2 separate regions of the Hordeum vulgare genome follow, and region 2 is linked to region 1. The links are chromatin contacts, called in public Hi-C maps. All regions are on one chromosome and are shown on one strand. Each heading gives the region's core, a stretch centred on a gene start, on an enhancer-like site or on the middle of the called end of the contact. The rest is flanking DNA. Distances are from core to core; before and after follow the strand shown.

Region 1 (4,037 bases), core at 449-2,948:
TATAATCAAGAAGGATGAAGAAGACCCAGTAACCACGGGCTGGCCCAAGCCCACGGCCGATAGTCCACCTGTTGTGTAGGGTGGAATTTTATCCAAAATGTTATGCTAAAGCTTGGTTTTGCTGAATCATCTGTTTGACGAACAAGGCAATGACTCCTTCGTAAATGTAGATATAGCATACTTTCCTTCAATTTGTCAAGTTGTAACCGGCTTGGACCCCTCATGGCTGTACCAACGACCACCTACGTAAGGTGTGGTAGCTAGGGACCATCTATCGGTACCTCATAACCTTATATTATGACCCTTGCCTCTCACGTTATGGACCCTACATCAGAGTAGCACATGTGCGGCCCAGAACATCAAAGGGCATCGTCGACTTGTTATTATCACACAAACTTACATCGCCTAAATGATGATACTCCCTCTAAAAAGCTAGATGCGAAGCGAATAGCTAGTTAGGGCAACTCCAATGCATCGACCCAAACGGATAGCGTTGTTGTCCCTTTGGGTCGACCGCCCGCCTGTCCGTGTACGCTTTTTTAAATGGGTCAACCAGTACACCCAACGGGAAGCAAGTGAACGGCAGCACTGTGATAGTAAAATAATAAGAGAAAAGTGAGTGAGGATGAGTAGAGAGTGGTGGATGGGTGGGTGTGGTTGACAAGTGGGTGAGGTCAAACGGAGGAGGACGACACAAACACAATAAATGTCAGCTTCATGTCCACCTGTAACCTAAATGTGATTCAAATTTACGTTAGAATTGGGTCCGTACGGACGCGAAGAGGACACGTTTTAGGTTTGAGTTGGTGGATTAGACCTCTACTTTTATGACGTCGACCCAAATGAACGCGGACGGCCGATTTGAATCGTTGCGTTAAAGTTTCTCTTAGTAATCTGATGTTCCGTTGATTACCCTCTATACCTAAATACTGGTAGTTAAAAGAAGTAGAGAGTAGAAATCAAACAGACAAATCGCTCCACCGAACCTAGGTGCAAGTGTGCAACCTCGTCGCGCGTGCATTCACCGGATCACCGGTACGTGCGCCATATCCCATCAAGAATACCTACACCACGACGGACACGGGCAACAGCTTCATGTCTTTTCCTGCTCCTTCATACGTATTTCCTTTCTCCCAGATTCGGAACCGCCACCTGGTCCGTTGCTAGACCGCCCGCCGGCCCGTGATTCAAATCGTGCAGGACCCGCGTGCCAGACACCTTGAATACCATCTACTCCTACAGAGTTAGGGAATCGACATCTGCGTCTTGGAGCCCAGACAGCAGCCTACGTATCATCTGAATCTGATCTGCCCGCGATCACACACACAGAGGCAGAGATTCTCCCTCCACTTCCGCGCCACCGCCGCATGCGCGGTGAATTCTCACCGCCGCCGGCTTTAGGCGCATGCATCCTCCCCACGGTAAATTCGAGAGCCTTCTGGTTGGACACGAAGGCGTGCGTGCGTGCGTGCGTGAGTGATTTCCAGCCGCGCGCCTCGGATCCACTCGACTCGACCGGCCGCACGTGCGACCGCCCGCGCCCTCATTCCTGCCCGGCCGCTCTGCCACTGCTCTGCTGCACCCGCCGATCGGCGGCCGATTCCCATTCCCGCCCGGCCTCCCCCCACGGAATCGCATTCCCGTTCTTCCTCCCCCAGCCACCGGCCGGCTCTATAAATCCTTCCCCGCTCCCTGCCCCAACACCCCCCTCCTCCTCCGCTCCCTCCCCTGCACCGCAGCCAGAGAGACAGAGTCCGTCTAGAGAGAGAGAGAGAGAGAGAGAGAGAAGCAAGCTAGCAGTGAGCTGAGAGGTCGCCCGTCCGTCGGTCCATCCATCCATTCTCCGGCGGGTGGTGGAGCTCTCTCTTCTTCCAGGAGGCAACCAAAGAAAGCGGAGCGCACATGCTTCCCCGGGTACGCCTCAGAGTCCCCCGATGTCGCCGGTGATCAGCGAGATCCTCCTCTCCGGGTTTATGATCAACTCCACACTCCGGCGCCGAACCCACCTCGTCCAGTCATTCTCCGTCGTCTTCCTCTACTGGTTCTATGTCTTCTCATAAACCACTCGCCCCCACACACCTCCTCCCCCTCTCCCTCCTCCTCCTTTAGCCCTCCTCCTCCTTCCATCCTCTCCTCGTCCCTCCCACTCGCGCGCTTACTCTCTCGTCGTCGTCACTCCTCCTCCTCGTCGTCGTCGTCGCAGTCTCTCTAGAGTCAGTCCGTAGCTGGTAATCCATCCTTGCTTCTTGCAACAACAACAAAGGAAAGCAGAGAGTCCCTGCTTGCTTGCTTGCTTGCTTGGTGGTGGATGGCGTCCTCGAGCGGGAGCGGGAGCACGGGCTCGCTCTCGACGGCGGCGGCCATGGCCATGGCGGCCGCGTCGGGGACGGAGGAGGACATGCGGGCACTCATGGAGCAGCGCCGGGCGAAGCGGATGCTCTCCAACCGGGAGTCGGCGCGCCGCTCGCGGATGCGCAAGCAGCGCCACCTCGACGACCTCGCCGCGCAGGCGGCCCACCTGCGCCGCGAGAACGCGCACGTCGCCGCCGCGCTCGGGCTCACAGCGCGGGGCCTCCTCGCCGTCGACGCCGAGAACGCCGTCCTCCGCACCCAGGCCGCCGAGCTCGCCGCGCGCCTCCAGTCGCTCAACGACATCATCGCCTGCATGAGCGCCAGCAACAACACCGCAGCCGCCGTCGCGCTCACCGTCGCCGCGGCAGCCACCGCCACCGCCACCGACCCGTTCGGCTTCGACGGCCCGTCGCTCGACGACTACCTCTGCAGATCCTCCCCCGAGATGTTCATGTTCCCAGCCCTCCAAAGCTAGCACCCACGGCCATGGCATGGCAGACGACAGCAGCCAGCACAAGATCGAGCGAGCGAGCGCAGCAAGAAAGATCATCCATCCATCTTTTTTCCCTGATGCTTCTGGTGTTTCAGGTTAATTACGTACTGAAGATTTGGAGGGCCGTGGAGTTTTTACTGCACCTAACTAGAAAAGCTAGCTAGCTAGCAGCTGGGGTTAATTAATTAGTTACCGCGCCTAATCAATCATCATGTGTAATCTCAACTGGTGTGTGTGTACCAAGTGATGATGGTTCTTAAGCTTAGCATGCATCACCATCATGTGATCCACTATGTAAGAAGAAGCAGTAAGCTCTCTCTCCCTGTGCTGTTGCTCGATCAGACAAAGCAAGTGCCATATATAATTACTCTACTTACTTTTACTTACTCATCATCTCATGATTTCTTTTTTACTTCCATGCATGAACATTTTTTTTTTACTTATTTCTGCTACCTACCTTGGAGCAACCTTTTCTTCTCTCTGTCTTTGAATTGTGATGTGCTCTGCTAAAGTGCTGATGCCGCTTACTATCTTGCTCTTCCTGACTTAACTAGCTTCACATTTCCACTTCAAAAAAAAAAAAAAAAAAACTGGCTTCACATTTTTCACAGCTAGTAGACATAGTACATCCATCAGATGCCAATCAATGCACAAGGTTCAGAAAATCCTCATGATATTCCCCCCACAAGGCAGTGAGTGGGAAGAGAATAATAACCAGAGAGTGATAGCAGCCAGTCTTTTGTGACTGGAATATATTCAGAACGGAATAAAAAACAACTGGCCCATGGTTTTTTGTTTTTTCATTCATACACAAATGTATTTATTTATTTCTCAAGATTATTATTTTTTCCAGTACAGCACAGCACCAACAGATGGACGGTTGTGCATGCACGCGGAAAGAGATTCTCCAGTTTACCACCCCAATGTTCTCCTCCACTATTCCCATCACAGCCTCTGCTGGTTGGTTCCTGGGAATTCTGATTGTACCACAGGGCCACTTTTTCTCTGCTTGTCATGCATGGATGCATGCATGGACCAAACTCTCTTGTACAAAGGCACAGTGCATGCTATGCTATGCATGTCCTGCTGCTTCTACTACTACTACTGCTACATCTCTGCAAAACTAATGGCGGCAGCACTAGCACTAGCAGTAGCCTCATGGCTAGCTAGCTAGCTAGGCTTGTAGTAGTAG
Region 2 (3,992 bases), core at 570-3,069, 160 kb before region 1:
TTTGAGCTCGAGAGTAGAATAGGACTTTTCCTTGTGGTGCACCTACTTTGGTTAAGATTTTATTCTTCAATTAGGTTAGCTAGAAAATTTTAAGGGGAGGGGTATATTTTTTCGTTTTCACAAAATGTGCTTAATGTTTGATTTGAATTTTATATCAAGGGGGGAAGTGTCGCGCCCGCCTACTAAATTTATTTCTGATTTTTTTAAAATCTTCTAAATGAGAGTACACCCATGAAGAGACTACAGACACTAGGTTCACTAAACCCCCTGTGCATAGGATAGGTTTCCTCCTCCATTATCGTGCGTGTCGCGTCGAATATAAGGGACCAAACATTGCTTCCTATATTTTTTAAAGATTTAATTCAATTTTTCTAAGCATAAACATTCAAACATAAATTGGTCCAAATTAATCGAATAGTTACTACCATGCCAAGCGTTTCCTTTCCTTCCTAAGGCAAAGTCATCCGCTCCAAGCTTTACCAACGATCCTATAAATTCACCTCCATCTACGGCTGCCGCTCCGACAGTCACTGGTGAAGAGGAAAATCCTCGGTGCCTACGCTCCGGCTAGTAGTTTATGTCGGGTTTTTTAGTCCTCAAAGACGCGACACTCAAACATATTGACGGCGTCCTGGATGGGGGGGGGGGGGAGGGGAGGGGTTCATCATGTCGTCTTCCACCCCTGGTGGGTGGGGCCGAGGACCCCATGTCGGTTCACCAGTGGACCCCATCAAGGTGGTCCATGGCATGTGAAAGAAATATTCCCTAAGACTTGATGTATACTCTGAGATACTATAAGTAGTCTACAACATGTTCTTAACCGACTAGGATGTTACTCTAGAACCTCAGTTTTCTATATATGATGAGGGGTAAGGCACGTAGACGACACACGACAATCTCAGGGCAGATCGATTGTACTATGTACTCGAACCAAAATCAATAAAACATAAGCATGACATAGGATTTTATCTTTTTGGAAAGCCTGAACCTGGGTCAAACCTCGTGTCATTGTTACCATCGTCTGATGATCATTAGTTTCGGACCCCCTATCCAAGATGCCAAATTTAGCTCCGTCACGGATGACGACACTTCTTCTTCGTGTTTGCCTTTGAGACTTTGACCCTCAATTTCGTTTGTAAGACATAGTCAACTGAGCTCCGAGGTACTCCCACCGTCTCATAATATAAGAGCATTTCTAATACTAATGTAGTGTATAAACACTTTTATATTATGGGACGGACGAACTAGATTCTTGCATCTCCTTAAGGCAACAAGGTTAGGGTTTCTTGTCGTGAATGTGCGATGGCAAGATTTGATGTCAGATGCTTTATATTTACTCAAGGGTTTAACGGTTATGACCACGGCTCGGGGGCCCTCGTTCTTAGGGACAGGTGCACGGGGGCTTCTGAGGTGTCATCGACGAGGTCAAGCCAACTCCAATAAAGGAGCCACAATAACAACACGCCGTCGACTCGTTCTGGTTACGGTAGTGGTCGTTCGACGGTCTATGTACCTTGATGAATTTTTTATCTGGGATGCTTTGTATTTCTGGTAAAGTTTTCTGATAAATCCAGATCCTTTTTGAAGAAAAAGAAAACCGTACACAGACTCTGTTTTCCACTTTCTTTTCGAGGAGCTCATTCTTTTTTCTCTTGAGACTTGAGAGGACTCGGGCCCTATTATTCCGTGGTGTGTTTAAGGTGGGTTTGGGCCCAGCCCAACCGCAACACCGACCCGCGGAAAAGCCGCCTGGTTCGCACGAACACGCTCGTCGCGCCGGCGCGCCTCCGCCGCGCCGCGACCTACTGGCGGCGGCTGCTCCGCCCGCCGCCCTCGGCCACGCGCCACCGATGTGGAAGCGCCTCCTGGAGACGACCAAGAAGGTGGCCGCCGCCGCGCCCGAGCTCGCAACCCGGAAGCGCCCCTCCACCAGCCGCGGCGCCGCCGTTTCCCCGGCCACCGCGGTCTCCCCCGCCTCCCTCCTCCGACTCAAGCAGGCCGCCGCTTCCAAGAAGACCATATTTCCCTCCTCCCTCCCCCACGCCGTCGCCAACGGTAACCGACTCCACACCCCTGACCCCATCCTCGCTCGCCATTTGCTCCCCACTCACTCGTCTCCCTTCTCTTGCTCAGATGGGGAGGAGGAGGAGGACAACTCCCGTGATTTCACCAAGGAGATCCTGTCCGTATTGAACGGTATTCTTATGCAGTCTCTGCTTCAACTGTCACCACACCGAAAACCCAAATGCAGCTCTTTCACTAGCTGTGGAACTGTATCTGCAACTGAGATTTATCTGATTATTAATGTTCAGGTCCTGATGAAGCGGAAGAGTCGGGGGTCACGGAGGCGCTGCCGGAGGAGTCCGAAGACAATGTCGACGCCATCGGCAACAAGATACTGGACATGGAGTGGTTTGCAGGGTCGCAACCGAGTAACGCGATGATGCACTTGCGGAAGGAGGTGGCGAGGGAGAAGAAGAAGCGCTACATCTTCAAGAACACGGAAAGCCGCCGCTTCACGAGGCTGATGCGGATGTGCGCCGACAAGCTTGGCATGGAGTCTGCGCTCGAGTTCTTCGGGAGGCTGGGGAGGGATACCGGTCCCAAGGAGTTCAATGCATTGGCTAGGGTTTGCTTGGAAAAGGCAAGGGCCTGCGGGGAAATTGACTCAGCAGTGGAACATATTTTTCGGGCATATCGGCTTTTCGAGATGATGAAAGATAGGGGGTTTCAGATCGAGGAAGACAGTTACGGGCCATTTCTCTTGTACCTGATGGATGTGGAGATGTTGGAGGAATTTGAGATGTTCAGCGCATTTTTTAGGGATGCGAATCCACGGTCCTGCTCCAGGATACCTTATTACGAGATGTTGCTTTTGATTCGAGCTCAAGATGAAGAAAGCATTCGAGAACTTTGTCGCTCTGTTGAAGACTGCAGTGAGGAAGCTGATTATTGCATAGCAGGTAATGGCCCAAAATCACAGTCAAAACCTTCTATTTGGGTATTCATCATAATGAGACAGAGTTGTTTCATCTTGCACAGTTTGTAAACTTACATACCATACCCCCTATAGTACCTTAATCAATGCATTGTTTTACAGAATGCTATATGCTGGCCTTTGCTGAAAGCAACAGAAAGATGGATTTTGTCACGTTCTTGAAATTACTTGACCCAACAAAAGTTTTAGGGTCGAAGTACGTATCCAGTATATTCAAGTATATGGGTAGGCTCGAACTGGAGACCCATGCTGAGAAACTTCTTCAGAAGATGACATCAAAAGGTGATAAACTGTATGCACATTTTGCCAAAATCTAATCAAAGTATTTTGATGGCTATAAGATGAACATTCAACTAATTTTATTGAAAAATCTTTGCATCGTAATATTTTCTTGATAGTTGAAGGATACAGTGCAATTTCTAGTTTCTGTTTCTGCACTACGTTCACCTCTTATCTGCTAATTTTGTTTATTTTCTGTTTCAGAATACTCCGATGTAAAAGTTTCATCCTTAATTTTTGACTATGCTGCAAATATTCCGAGTTTAGAGGTGAGTTTTATGGTAACTGCTGGTAATACATATAGCTTCTTATATACAATGGACTGTTTGTCTAGTGTTCTTCAATCTTGTGCTAAATATATTTACACAATACTTCTGCAACTTATGACATTGCAACAATTACTAAATAAAACACCCCCCCTGCAATATATGTACATAATACTTATGCAACTTACGACATTACAATAATCACTAATTTACTATAAAATCATAACTTTGTAACTCAAGAAAGCACATATGGTATTGGTGCTACCTTTTTTATTAGGGATTCACTGCCCAAAATAACATGAGTAGCGAAAAACCCAAATGCTATTCTTCGGAGTGGCAAAATAGAAATTCCTTTTTAGTTATATGTAGTGGAGTGGGCTGTATTTCCACGATGCACGTTATGTGCCTGCAGAAGTGCAGAGCATCGGGTGTAATTACTCTTAGCAGTA

Evidence for each region. Hi-C and Micro-C count contacts between places; a contact is called where the count stands out from the background.
Region 2: a contact with region 1 is called in a Hi-C map of leaf, with 10 times the contacts expected there. The contact joins the promoter of LOC123401633 here to the promoter of LOC123403405 in region 1. A contact is called at or near these places in 6 of 6 Hi-C or Micro-C datasets (leaf, seedling and an unstated tissue) and 1 of 1 datasets of contacts at active chromatin or transcription factors (embryo).

What each region holds. Positions count from the first base shown.
Region 1 is chr6H:40,425,233-40,429,269 of MorexV3_pseudomolecules_assembly, reverse strand. LOC123403405 (bZIP transcription factor 11-like) reads left to right here and starts at 1,698. Exons shown (of 1, transcript XM_045097340.1): 1 at 1,698-3,181. The coding sequence starts at 2,309. The coding sequence ends at 2,827.
Region 2 is chr6H:40,581,465-40,585,456 of MorexV3_pseudomolecules_assembly, reverse strand. LOC123401633 (pentatricopeptide repeat-containing protein At4g04790, mitochondrial-like) reads left to right here and starts at 1,819. Exons shown (of 16, transcript XM_045095470.1): 1 at 1,819-2,055; 2 at 2,134-2,196; 3 at 2,313-2,963; 4 at 3,101-3,280; 5 at 3,482-3,546. The coding sequence starts at 1,851.